2 separate regions of the Macaca mulatta genome follow, and region 2 is linked to region 1. The links are chromatin contacts, called in public Hi-C maps. All regions are on one chromosome and are shown on one strand. Each heading gives the region's core, a stretch centred on a gene start, on an enhancer-like site or on the middle of the called end of the contact. The rest is flanking DNA. Distances are from core to core; before and after follow the strand shown. Region 1 holds the start of THSD7A (thrombospondin type 1 domain containing 7A). Region 2 overlaps THSD7A (thrombospondin type 1 domain containing 7A).

The links. A called contact is a pair of places that touch in the nucleus more often than the background predicts.
Region 2: a contact with region 1 is called in a Hi-C map of fetal cortical plate, with 4 times the contacts expected there. The contact joins the enhancer-like site here to the promoter of THSD7A in region 1. A contact is called at or near these places in 2 of 14 Hi-C or Micro-C datasets (fetal cortex germinal zone and fetal cortical plate).

Annotation. Positions count from the first base shown.
Region 1 is chr3:116,566,715-116,572,525 of T2T-MMU8v2.0, reverse strand. THSD7A (thrombospondin type 1 domain containing 7A) reads right to left here and starts at 4,326. Exons shown (of 28, transcript XM_015134011.3): 1 at 3,828-4,326. The coding sequence starts at 4,005.
Region 2 is chr3:117,004,983-117,010,784 of T2T-MMU8v2.0, reverse strand. It overlaps THSD7A (thrombospondin type 1 domain containing 7A), which reads right to left. Exons shown (of 28, transcript XM_015134011.3): 14 at 3,263-3,441; 15 at 973-978. Among named protein-coding and RNA genes, the nearest start is that of THSD7A, 440 kb to the right of the region's middle. Within about 2 kb of position 3,559, at least 3 of the 40 cell types and tissues checked have an H3K27ac peak or open chromatin away from gene starts, as enhancers often do. A contact at or near this core is called in fetal cortical plate, where this site is marked.

The sequences.
Region 1 (5,811 bases), core at 3,077-5,576:
CAACACTAAGAAATCTGTTCTTCCTTTTTTCATACCTGTACCTCCATTACTGGCTACAGGCATAATGGAAACCTTGATGGCATTTTCCTACTTTCCCTGGAAAGCACTGTATCTCCTGCACCCTAAACCTAAGCTAACATTGCTTCAGTGTGACCTCAAACCCTCTTCTACTCACTCTTCACTATAACTTCTATTGTCGGAGTTCTGTTCCCCTTTGTCTCTCAGTCAACAACTCACGTCACTGGCCTTCCAGCTTCTAAACTCATCTCTCTTCATTCTAGACAAACAAAATATCACTCTTCTGCTCAAAGTTTCCAGTGGCTACCACCTGCTTATAAGTTAAACTCCAATATCTTACCGTTGTTTGAAAGTTTATTGATAATCTGGTCCTATCTCACTGGATTGGCATGAAATCTTTTCATTGCTATCCAACATCTTGGGCTTGAGGTGCAGTGTACTACTGGGACTTCCAGATCTAGGAATGCTGTTGTACTTTTTCATTTTTATTTTCTTTCTTCTCTCTGCTTAGAATGGCCTTCTAGTCCTTCCTTAGTCAAAATCCAACTCATCCTTCAAGACCCAGATCATATATTAAATTATCTTTGAAACCCTTCACACCTCTTTTATCAGTCAAGTAACCTCTCTATTCTTATAATGTTCTATTCATGTGTATGGTATGCTATGTTGTAATTGTGTATTTATAGTATTGTTTAATTGTGAGTTTCTCCTAAAACCTATAATCAGTTGAATAATAAATTTTTTAAAACTTTAAATAATTTTTCTCGAGAGTTTCTCGAGAAATGAGTTTCTCAAGAGCAGGGATGACAGTATCCCATTCAGTCTTTACCACAATGGTTACATATTTTAGGTCCTCAATAACTCTTTGTTGTGAGTTGGATTAATAAAGCATATATAGATAGATACATATTTAAGATTGCATATAATGTATAAGTAATTATTATTGTATGTGAATATATTATTGTATGTGAATATATAATACACACATGGGTGTATTATGTATACACATATGTGTACAGTTGGCTCTTGAACAACATGATTTGAACTGGGCAGTTCAACTTACATGCAGATTTTCTTCTACCTCTGCCACTCCTGAAACAACAAAACCAACCCCTTATCTATCTTCCTCTTCCTCCTCAGCTTATTCAATGTGAAGACAATGAAGATAAAGACCTTTATGATGATCCAGTTCCATGTAATGAATAGTAAATATACTGTCTCTTCCTCATGATTTTCCAAATGTCATTTCTTTGTCTCTAGCTTACTTTATTGTAAGAATATAGTATGTAATACATATAACATACAAAATATATATTAATTGACCGTTCATGTTATCTGTAAGGCTTCTGATCAATAGTTGGCTATTAGTAGTTAAGATTTGGAGGGGTCAAAAGTTATACATAAATTTTCCACTGTGCATGTGGGTCAGCACCCCTAATCTGTGCATTGTTCAAGGGTCAACTTTATATACCCTTATTTGTTGTATATATGTATTTATGTGTGTATTTATAATATATGTATCTGACATATGTATTCATATATATGAAGCACTTTGGGGGTCAAATGGGCCCTTAGATGTCATTTTATCTATTTAATGAATATTACAAAATAGAAAGCGAAGAACCAAAGTCATTAATGACTTTACCAAAGTTCTACAGCATGTTAGTAACATACACAGTTTGAGTTCCTGTCCCAGATCTTCATCCAGTGTAACAACTTTCACTACATCACTTTAATTCAATAATCTCACCATTAATCTGATTCTCTATAATCCTCTTTACCAAGACCAAGCTTACCCTATTGGAATAGACATTTTGGAGTATCTCACCTCTTTTCTCTTCCAATTCCCTTCTTCCCTGTTTATTTTCATCAAGTGATACACACATAGTGATTCTGTAACCTCTAAATTTTCATTTATGGTATATCCTTTTTCTTTAAATATTCTCTAGTTCTGAGAACTACTTTCAACTCCATTACAAACATATTAAAGTCTCCTTTCCCTCTGATAAAAAATAATAAAGAAGTCATTATTTTGCTTTCTAATTGAATGAACTATTTTTTAAGGTGTCATCACATGTACATGCAGTTGAGAAAACTAAGGGTCAAAAGTTAGGTGAACTGCCAAAATTCCTATAGCTGGCAAGAGCTGGGACTGGCACTGGAATCAAGGTCTCCATACCATTGTTTCTGAGAGCTTCCCACTATTTTAAGCTGTTTATTGGCTTGTGTTCCTTCCGTGACATTTATGATGACATATATTAACACCTCAGATGCTGTACAGTGAATGTTGGCTGGACTGTTTTCCATCTGAATTATTGCTTGGCTCTTGTTACTTTGCTAGTATAAATTTCAACTAGGCAAGTACTAGTTTATCTTACACTGACTTACCTAAGAAGCTCTTCCCAAGCATCCATATGATACCATTTAACGGTAAATTATAATTTGATTAATGTTTGTCATTATGAATGTGTTTTTAACAGGTAAAACCCTAGCTTAGGCTAAATTAGAGATCTTCAACTCTTTGTTTCAAATTGAAATAAATTAGTTTTATTTTATTTGAATTCATTACTCAATGGATCTGCAAACTTAAGATGTTAGCGAGAATAATCTTGCTTTTAAAAATGTGTAAGTGTTTCATGTAATATTCTAAGACAAATTGTGTACTTTGACTTTAAATACGTTTCTGTTTAATCTCCCTACTAAATGTCTAGATAGCTGCAACTTCTTTAAAAATTTCAGATATCGATATTGATGCAATCGTAGAATAAATTGAGCTGTCTCTTCAGCAGTGGTACAGAGATGGGTTGAAGCAGGAAGAGACCCACTCCCTGAAACTTGTTTGCAACCCCATGACGAACACATACTTTCCCTTTCAACTACAACATTCTCTTAATGTTTGGCATGACCGAGTTATTCTTAAATTACCCCTAGCTCTAAGCAACGGGGATAATCTTTTCCCACTTTATTCCTACGAACATGTGAAGTTTTAGGTCCGCTAAAGAATTCTCAATGTTTTTTTAATGGACAGAGAAAGTGAGCCCGCAGAAAAGGGGTTAGTAATGCTTCACTTCGCATTGTTTTCCTGCCTGTCACGGCCCCCGCCAGAACCTCCAAGCACTTTGCCAGGGGGTACTGATGGGCAGTTAGTAGCTGCTATTGTTGGGTGGTTGAAAAACAAAGCAAAATAATTCTCAAGGAAGGAAGGGAAAGTTTGAATCCAGACATCCTCAAAGTTGTACACTTTAAAAATCCTGCGATTCGCTAGTTAAGAATTGAGTTTTCAGTCTTTCCGGAAGGCTCACTGGAGCCCCATTCGCCTTTAATTGTTGGAACCGCCCTCACTTGGCTTGTTTCTGGGTGTCCCACATAACACAAAGCTAAAGTTAACAAATTCAACTCTATATCCACAAATGTCATGACAGCGAGCATATTGCTTGCCTAAACAATAAAGACCGAGGCTAAACTCTTTGCTTGTTCTTTGCTAGAAATGTGTTTAAGAAACTCCTAGTAGAATGAAAATCCAGAGGTTAAAAATATTGCACTTCATTATGGAAGTGCAGCGTTGCCCTCATTATGGAGCTGCGAGAGAAATATTCCAGCTACTCACTGTTGCCTCTTAGTTGTCATGCTTTTCTTTCCTAATTGCATCGGACATGACCTATTTGCTTCCTAAGAAATCATACTTTTTACCTTAGGATCCCAGCATAACCGAGCCATCCAAAAGCACCGGGGTCCCTACGGAAGCCCATCAGCTCCTTAATGTGCCCCCAGATGTGAAGATGGGGAAAGGGTAACTCCGTCCCACTTACCAGTTTTCCACAGATAGAGGGTGGGCACCTCCGCCTCGCCCTGTGCCGCAGCCCTGCCGGCGGCACCCGGGAGCAGCAGCAGCAGGAGCAGCAGCAGCGGCAGCAGCTGCAGGACGCCCCGGCGCGGCCCCGCAGCGCCCGGGCTCCCGGACGCCCAGCGCCTGGCTTGCAGCCCCATGCCGCCCGCAGCCACTCCAGGGTCCAGAGCCGTAGCGCGCTCGGCAGGGAATTTTTCTCCGCTCTTGGAACGTCTTCCCAAAGAGTACAGAAAGCAAAGCTCTTTCCTGCTATTGTTCGCTTCAGATGAGAAGGAGGGAGAGTGCGTCTAACACCAGGGAACAATAGCGTCCGCGGTGGTGGCCGTGGCCGCCGCCGCCGCCGCCGCCTCTGGCGGGGATGCTGCTGCCGCTGCCATTCCGCGCAGAATGGCAGGTCCTGGCGGCTCCGGAGGCAACTGTCCTCAGGGGGCCCCAGCTGACTGAGCAGGTCTGCTAGGTCTGGGAGGCAGCGCAGCCCCCGCCAGCTGGAAGGGGAGGAGGGGGGCGTGAGCCCAAAGGAGCAGAGGGGGCTGGAGGCAGAGGGAGGCGAGAGCGCTAGGGCGAGAAAGGGAGCGAGCAAAGGGGAGAGGGGCCAGCCAGGCGACACCCAGTTCCGACATACCCGCCTAAAGAACTCCTGTGCACATGGTGCGATGAAATATGTTTGGAAGGATGCACCAATAAAAAGAATCATCACCCGGCAGATTTCAGAATGACAAATAACAGGCATTGATATTCACTGTCATCCAAGGAGTCAAACGCTAGATCTAGTGGCATGTTATTCTTAGTACGTATTTACACAAAGCATCAGTGTTTATTATCTATTTTTAAGCCATGGCTTCTGAATTACTTTGTGTGGGGAGCAGTATTTGAGATCAGATGTAAAAACACGAGAGCAGAAATGTTTACTTGTAAAAATGTACTTAAACACTTCTTTAAATGTTGTTTTCAACTTAATCTACTCTCAATAAAAATATGAGCAATACTGATGCTCTGTGACAAATTAAATTGTCTTTTAATAACCTTTAAAACTGAATTAGTATTTAATGAGTATTTCCAGTGCTACCTAATTACATAAATACAATTGTACAAAAAAAAACCCTTAAAATTAAAATTATATTTCAGGTATAGAGTTCTGTCCCTTCATCTACTTCTTTCTCTCAAAAATATGCTACTTCTAAGTATTCAGATAGTTATGAGTCAAATTAAAGGTCAAACTGAGTCAGTCATGCTGTCTGGATATCTTGGAATTAGTAAATTCTTCATTTAAAATTTCCCTGACACCAATTTACCTTAACTCTTACTGTAGCAAAATGCCTGTCACCATCTAAATAAAGAACCACATGTGTTTGCATATTTTGTCCTTTGTGTTTCCACTTTCTTCTACCAGTAGTAATAGAAGAACGTGTGTGAAGTCAGATAATGCTTTATCCTTTCTCATTCTCCCTTTAGCCAATAATAATATCTTTTATTATTAATTCATTTCATAGTAAAGCTAAAATAGTAGGCATTTAACCATTAAAATTTCAGCACATGGAAAGCCAAAGAAAACTATTATCCCATCAGCAATTTTCAGGCAAATAAAATAAAATTTTAAAAGCAGGAAAACTACTTTTTATGAATTTACTCCAACACAGCTACCCAAGAGTTTAAAATGAGGAAGCTACTGTTTCTGAAAGAGGAAACCTTCCATAAGGCTCTCCTGGGACCCTTGTCATTTTGCAGAGCCTTCCAGACACAGCCCTTCTGCATGCATTAGATTAAAAACAGGTTTGATCAAATAATTCCCAGGTCCTGCCTGTTTAAGTATTCTGACATCAGAGGAAATTAGCTACGTTGAAGGTTGCAAATTTGGTCTTTGTTTACTTTCCACTCTGTTAGGCCTCTAAGAAGGAATTAAAAGCTCAGAGAGCCCTAGCTCTGTGAGTCTGTGATTAGGAGAGATA
Region 2 (5,802 bases), core at 2,310-4,809, 440 kb before region 1:
ACATTTGGGGTGGTGTGCTTGGTTTCAGGGTTTTTAGTACAATGAACCAATTATGTTCTTTTTTCAATGAGAAGAATGACTAAATAAAGGAAATAAATGACACTTAATCCACTGCAACCAAGCTGACTCAGGCATTAAATACAATTCTTTGAAAGTATTTTTCTAATCTATGATAGTACAACTCTATTCCTTATTTTATACACACACACACACTTCTTGAAGAGACAGAGAGAGAGAGAGAGAGAAGAGAGAAACTATAGATTTTTACGGGATGAATTCTAGAAAAGATAGACTTAAATAGCCCTTTGGAGCCATTCTTTTGTGCCAATTTTAGTGCACTAAAAACCTAAGTAAAATGAATAAAGTGGACCTGTCTCAAAGAAGAATGAAAAATGCACTGTTGGAGTCAAATTCTGCAATGATTGCCATAAGTGATTACATTCACATTTAGGTGCTGTATTAAAATAGAACTAAATAGCACAGGATAAAACATTACCCTACAACTCATGGTGAAAAGAAAAACCGAAGGAGAAATGCTGTTCTTCCTAATCCTTTGATGGCTTTTATTTTAATCGCCTGTATTGAAGGGAATACCGATCAGTTCAGAACAATCTCCAACCCACCCATTTTCAGTCCACTTGCACTTTTTCCTTCTCCCTCTGAAAAGCACAAGACCATTAATAACGGGTGTCACTGCCTATCAAGATTAGCGAAGTGAAACTTGTTCTTCCCAACTCTTGTTCACCTCAGTCCTTAATATTACAATGAGGGATATGAAATACAGGAACACAGGTAACTATGATATAAAAGAAAAAGAAAACAGCTAGAGAAAAAATTCTTTAATGGAAAATGTGATATTTTCTCCCTGTAAAACATAAAAGACAAGGCAAGAAGAGAAATGTGTTCTCAGAAACCAGGAAATTTTAGAAAAGAAGCATTCTATTAAGAACCATGAGTTTTAAGAGTTCTTACCTGTGCCTGGAGTGGTGTTCAACAGGAATGATGAAAAAGGAAACAAGATAAAACGTCAGTATGCTATGAGAAGAACTCGTGGTAAGTTTCAAGTATTATTACTTAAATGTAAAAACCTACTTTTTTGGTAAAATACTAGAACATTTTTCTTAGGTCATAGGAGATAATACACAACTACTTATTATTGTTGAAAAGTAAGACACACAAATGAGTATTGTAAATAGCAGAGCCAATGAAAAAATTAGATGGGCAGGATGGAGCAATCTTGGAAAACGGAGTTGACCTCAAAATACATAGCATGGGAAATTGATATATAATGCAAATAACTTGTGATCCAACTTGTCAATGGACTATTGTCTATCAGTATATTTGTAGCTTGATCTAGCCATTGATTTACCTTAATTAGTTCAGCTGTTTTGTAGAAAATGAGGATTTGAGTACTTCCTTCCTCAGCTAGAAAAATAGAAACTCAGAGACCGTTTTCAAGCCAACGGGCTTCTGATTATTTTACTGAGGAATGTATAATCGTAGTAAACACCTATGTGATTTAAAATTTTCAACATTAACACGAATCTTTACATTTTTATTTTCCCTAAACATCTCACTAATACACAAATTCATATAAGTTTCTATTTTTATGCAGAACATTTATGCTCAAATGTTCAAAAATGTATTATTTGTTTTTGCTTTGATTTTTCGGTTGTTAATGTCTCAATAAGCCTTCAGTCAACTGATACCAAGTCACAATACCCCTGTCAAACTGCATCAGAATATATTAGAGTTGGAAAGTGACAAATGGTTTAGGCTAAACACTAGTAATAGCAAAGACAACTTGGCCTGAGGTTTTGAACCTTTTGAAATTCACACTTAAGGAAAATCTGAGGCAAACACAGATTTTAATTGCATATCTGACTGGGTGCACACATACATGCTAAAGTGAAATAGGTATGAGTACGTGTAGAATTTCTCTTTTTAGGATTGTGAATCATACATAATTTATCAAAATTTAAATTTGCTACTGAAAATTCAAGGTTTCAAAATGTGTAGAGAGATATTCTTTTGTATTATAAACATTTTAGTTCAGTTATTCTGTTTTACAGTTATATAATTATAGTTGCTGAACTGAATTTTCTTCTTTGGAAATTTCCTTAGCATCTTAGAAACGCAAAATGCTCTGTGACAGGGAAGCTAAACTACCAGTAGATGGCAGCAAGGGAGTGTGTTATTTACCCTCCATTGCACCTAAAGATAAAATCAGCAACTTCACTTGGGGAACAATCAAGACTCTTTAGAGTACTTATTATAGAATTTAATTCTTCACGATCTTCATCTTAATTTACTTAATTCCAAAGGTCTTTCTGTTTTCTCTACAATGTACTTTTATTATGAACAAAGTTATGTCAATCTGGGAAGTAAAGTATGTATACAGGTAAGCAGTGTGTTTAGAGATTAAAATGAGTCTATATATGTGTGAAACAGTTCTACATATTTAAGGACTTGATTATTTGGTTGTGATTTAAATTCAAATACACAACTTAACACCCACACATAATATATGAAATTATTCTTTGTTAATTCACCTGTAGGCCAAACATGGTAATAATTGTCGGATTAGGGTACATTTCATTTAAATTAGTCACAATTCCTCCATTAGGCTTTTTTCTTTTTATTTCTAATAGAACAGAATAACAACTATTAACAGCAGGTAAGAAAGAATGCATCAAAAGTCAGAGTTCCAAATAAAACTGAAAATGGTCAATCAGTAAATTGATAATATACTTATAGTGACTTTGAGGCCATCTTTGTAGTTGTTTTCTCAATTTGTTTTATATCAAAAACATTTAAACAAACAGTATATATTTTTCCTAATTTTAGATCCAAATCCATATTATTTCTTTGATTTTAATTTAAGTAGTTGGTAATTGAGATGTCTTTTCTGACAGTCTGGGGAAACTATAAGAATGAGATAATCTCAGCCTACATGTTAGATACAATCTTATGACAGATTAAATACCTTGACATTATTTCAAAGATAGGTGTCATTTTTCTCTCCATTGAATTATATACATATTCATATACTTGCAAGGTATGGAATCTCCAGAGAATACAGAGATAATATGTCTAATTTGAAATTTTAATAACATATGTGTATTTATTCAGGCATTCTAATGGTAAAAATGGGTCAATTTTTTATTCAATAGCTATTATTTACTGTTCTCCATTTTGGAGAAAAAAATCAGATCATTGTGAATCTCAACAATATCTTAACACTGTCAATGATAGAAAATACCTGGTTGACATGGTCCAGTTTGGGGCAAGGCCTTCCTCCATTATATGGTTTTTCACGCAGCCATTTAGAACGAACCTTCACACCACTTCCACAGGACTTGCTGCAGCGCGACCAGTTGGACCACTCACTGAGCTTGCAGTCTGAGGGGCAGGGGATGATGCAGGCCTCTTCAATGTAACCTGAGTGAAGGAAAATGAGATAAGAGTCATCTCCTCCACCTGTCACTCTCCCACTACCACCCACTATTCTAGCTCATTTAGAAGGTCCAAGACTGACTTGACAGCAGCATGCAAATGCAGAGGTGTCTCCGTTGTTAGGGACTTAAATTAAATTCTGCAGGAAAATGTCACATATATACAGTGACTCTGTTAAAATAACAGTTGAGCAGCTGCCATGTGGTCTGCTTAGGATTCATGCTCACCATATTTCAACATTTCTGACTGACAGCTCGTGTTTAATTGACAATAACCTGTCTGCTGCCATATCATTCTCATGCTGACAGAATGACACATTAAAAAATTATAACAGTTTTCTGTAAAACCCTATCTGTTAATGTCACACAAGTTCAGGGTTCTGAGTCCATGCAACATTCTTTCTTAAGAAATCCCAGTCCCTTTCACTCAGTACCCAAAAGGAACCATTTAACTTAGCATCTTGTTTTTCTCCTCCTTTGAAAATAAAGTCTGAAGAAAAATGAAGGCTGTTAAGTAATGTCTCATATTTTACATGCTGTCCCTTTCAAGGCACCTTCATATCTTATATCCATTTGATTCTCTTGAAAATCTTATGTATGAATTGTGCAAGTATTGATATTCTAACTGGCAGATAAGAAAACAAATGCAGAGTGATGACTGACTGAGTCCAAGGTTACACAGTAAGGGATGGGGAAAAGTTTTCTGAGGTCTGATCCAGTACTCATTCCGTCAAATCACCCAACCAATTCAATTAATAGTGCACAGATTTGTTTTGGGAAATGGGAGTATTCTATCTTTGAATAGTTCTTAACTGCAAACTTGCCATTTCACAATACAAATTAAACACTATTATTCTCAAGGCAAACATGTGAAAACAGCAAAATTCCTCTAGTCAAGAATGAAATACACGATTGTCCTCTATAATAGTCTGAATGTGGAGGGAGGGTGTTCTTGGTACAGGAAAACACTCTGCCTTACCATTTTATCTCAACAGCAGAGATTCGATTTTGACAATGATTATAATGTAAACAGTTGACACTAGGCAACTCTAGGTAGATTTTTAAAAATTTATGGAGATATAATTCATATTCCATAAAAATAATCTCATGTTTTGGTTTTCAGTATGTTTGCTGAGTTGTGCAACCATCACCACCATCTAATTTTAGAATATCTGTTTTACTCCAAAAATAAACCCTATGGTTACTGGCAGCCACTTCCTATTTTCCCCTTCTTCATCCCCTGCCAACCATAAATCTGCTTTCTATCTCTATGAATTTGCCTAATCTAGACATTTTGTATAAATGAAATAAAACATTACGTGATCTTATTTCTATTTTGTTTTAGAGATGATGTCTCACTCTGTCACCCAGGCTGGAGTGCAGTGGTGTCATCATAGCTTACAGCAGCCTTGACCTCCTGCACTCAAGAGATCCTCCTACATCAGCCTCTTAAGTAGCTGAGCTGGGACTAAGGGTGCTCACCATCATGCCAGGCGGATTTTCATATTTTTTAATAGAGATGAGGTATTACTGTGTTGCTCAGGTTGGTCTAGAACTTCTGGCCTCAAGCTATCCTTGGCCTTCCGAAGTATCGGGATTACAGGTGTGAACCACCATGCCTGGCTGGCTTCCTTCACTTAGTACAATGTTTTCAAGGTTCATTTATGTTATAACATGTATCAGTTCTTCAGTCCTTTCTATGATTGAATAATATTTCATTGTATGGACATTTCACATTGTTTATCCACTCATCAGTTAATGGACATTCGAGTTCTCACTTTTTGTCTAGGAATAATGCTGCTAGGAACATTTGTTTACAAGCTTCTGTGTGGGCATACATTTTCAATTCCCTTGAATATATACATTACAGTGAAATTGCTCAGTCATGTGGTAACCCATTTAGCTTTTTCAGGAAGTGTCACTGTTTTCCAAAATGACTGCACCACTTTACATTCCACAAGATATGTATGCATGTTCCAATTTCTATGAATTCTTGTCAAACTTGTTATTGTCTCTTTTTTAAAATTTTAGTGTTCCTTGAAGAACAAAAGTTTTAAATGCTAATGAAGACCAGTTTGTCTTTTTTCCTCGGTTGTTAGTGCTTTGGTATTATATCTAGGAACCCACTACTGAAATCAAAGTCATCTAGGTTTAGAGTTGTGTTTTCTCATGAGAATTTTATAGTTTTAGCTTGTATATTTAGGTGCATGTTTCATTTTGAGTTAATTTTTGTTTATGATAAAAGTTAGAGGTCCAACTTCATTCTTTTGCATGTGGTTATTGAGTTATCCTGTCTTCAGTTGTTGAAAAATACTGTTATTTCCTAATTGAACTGTTTTGGCACCCT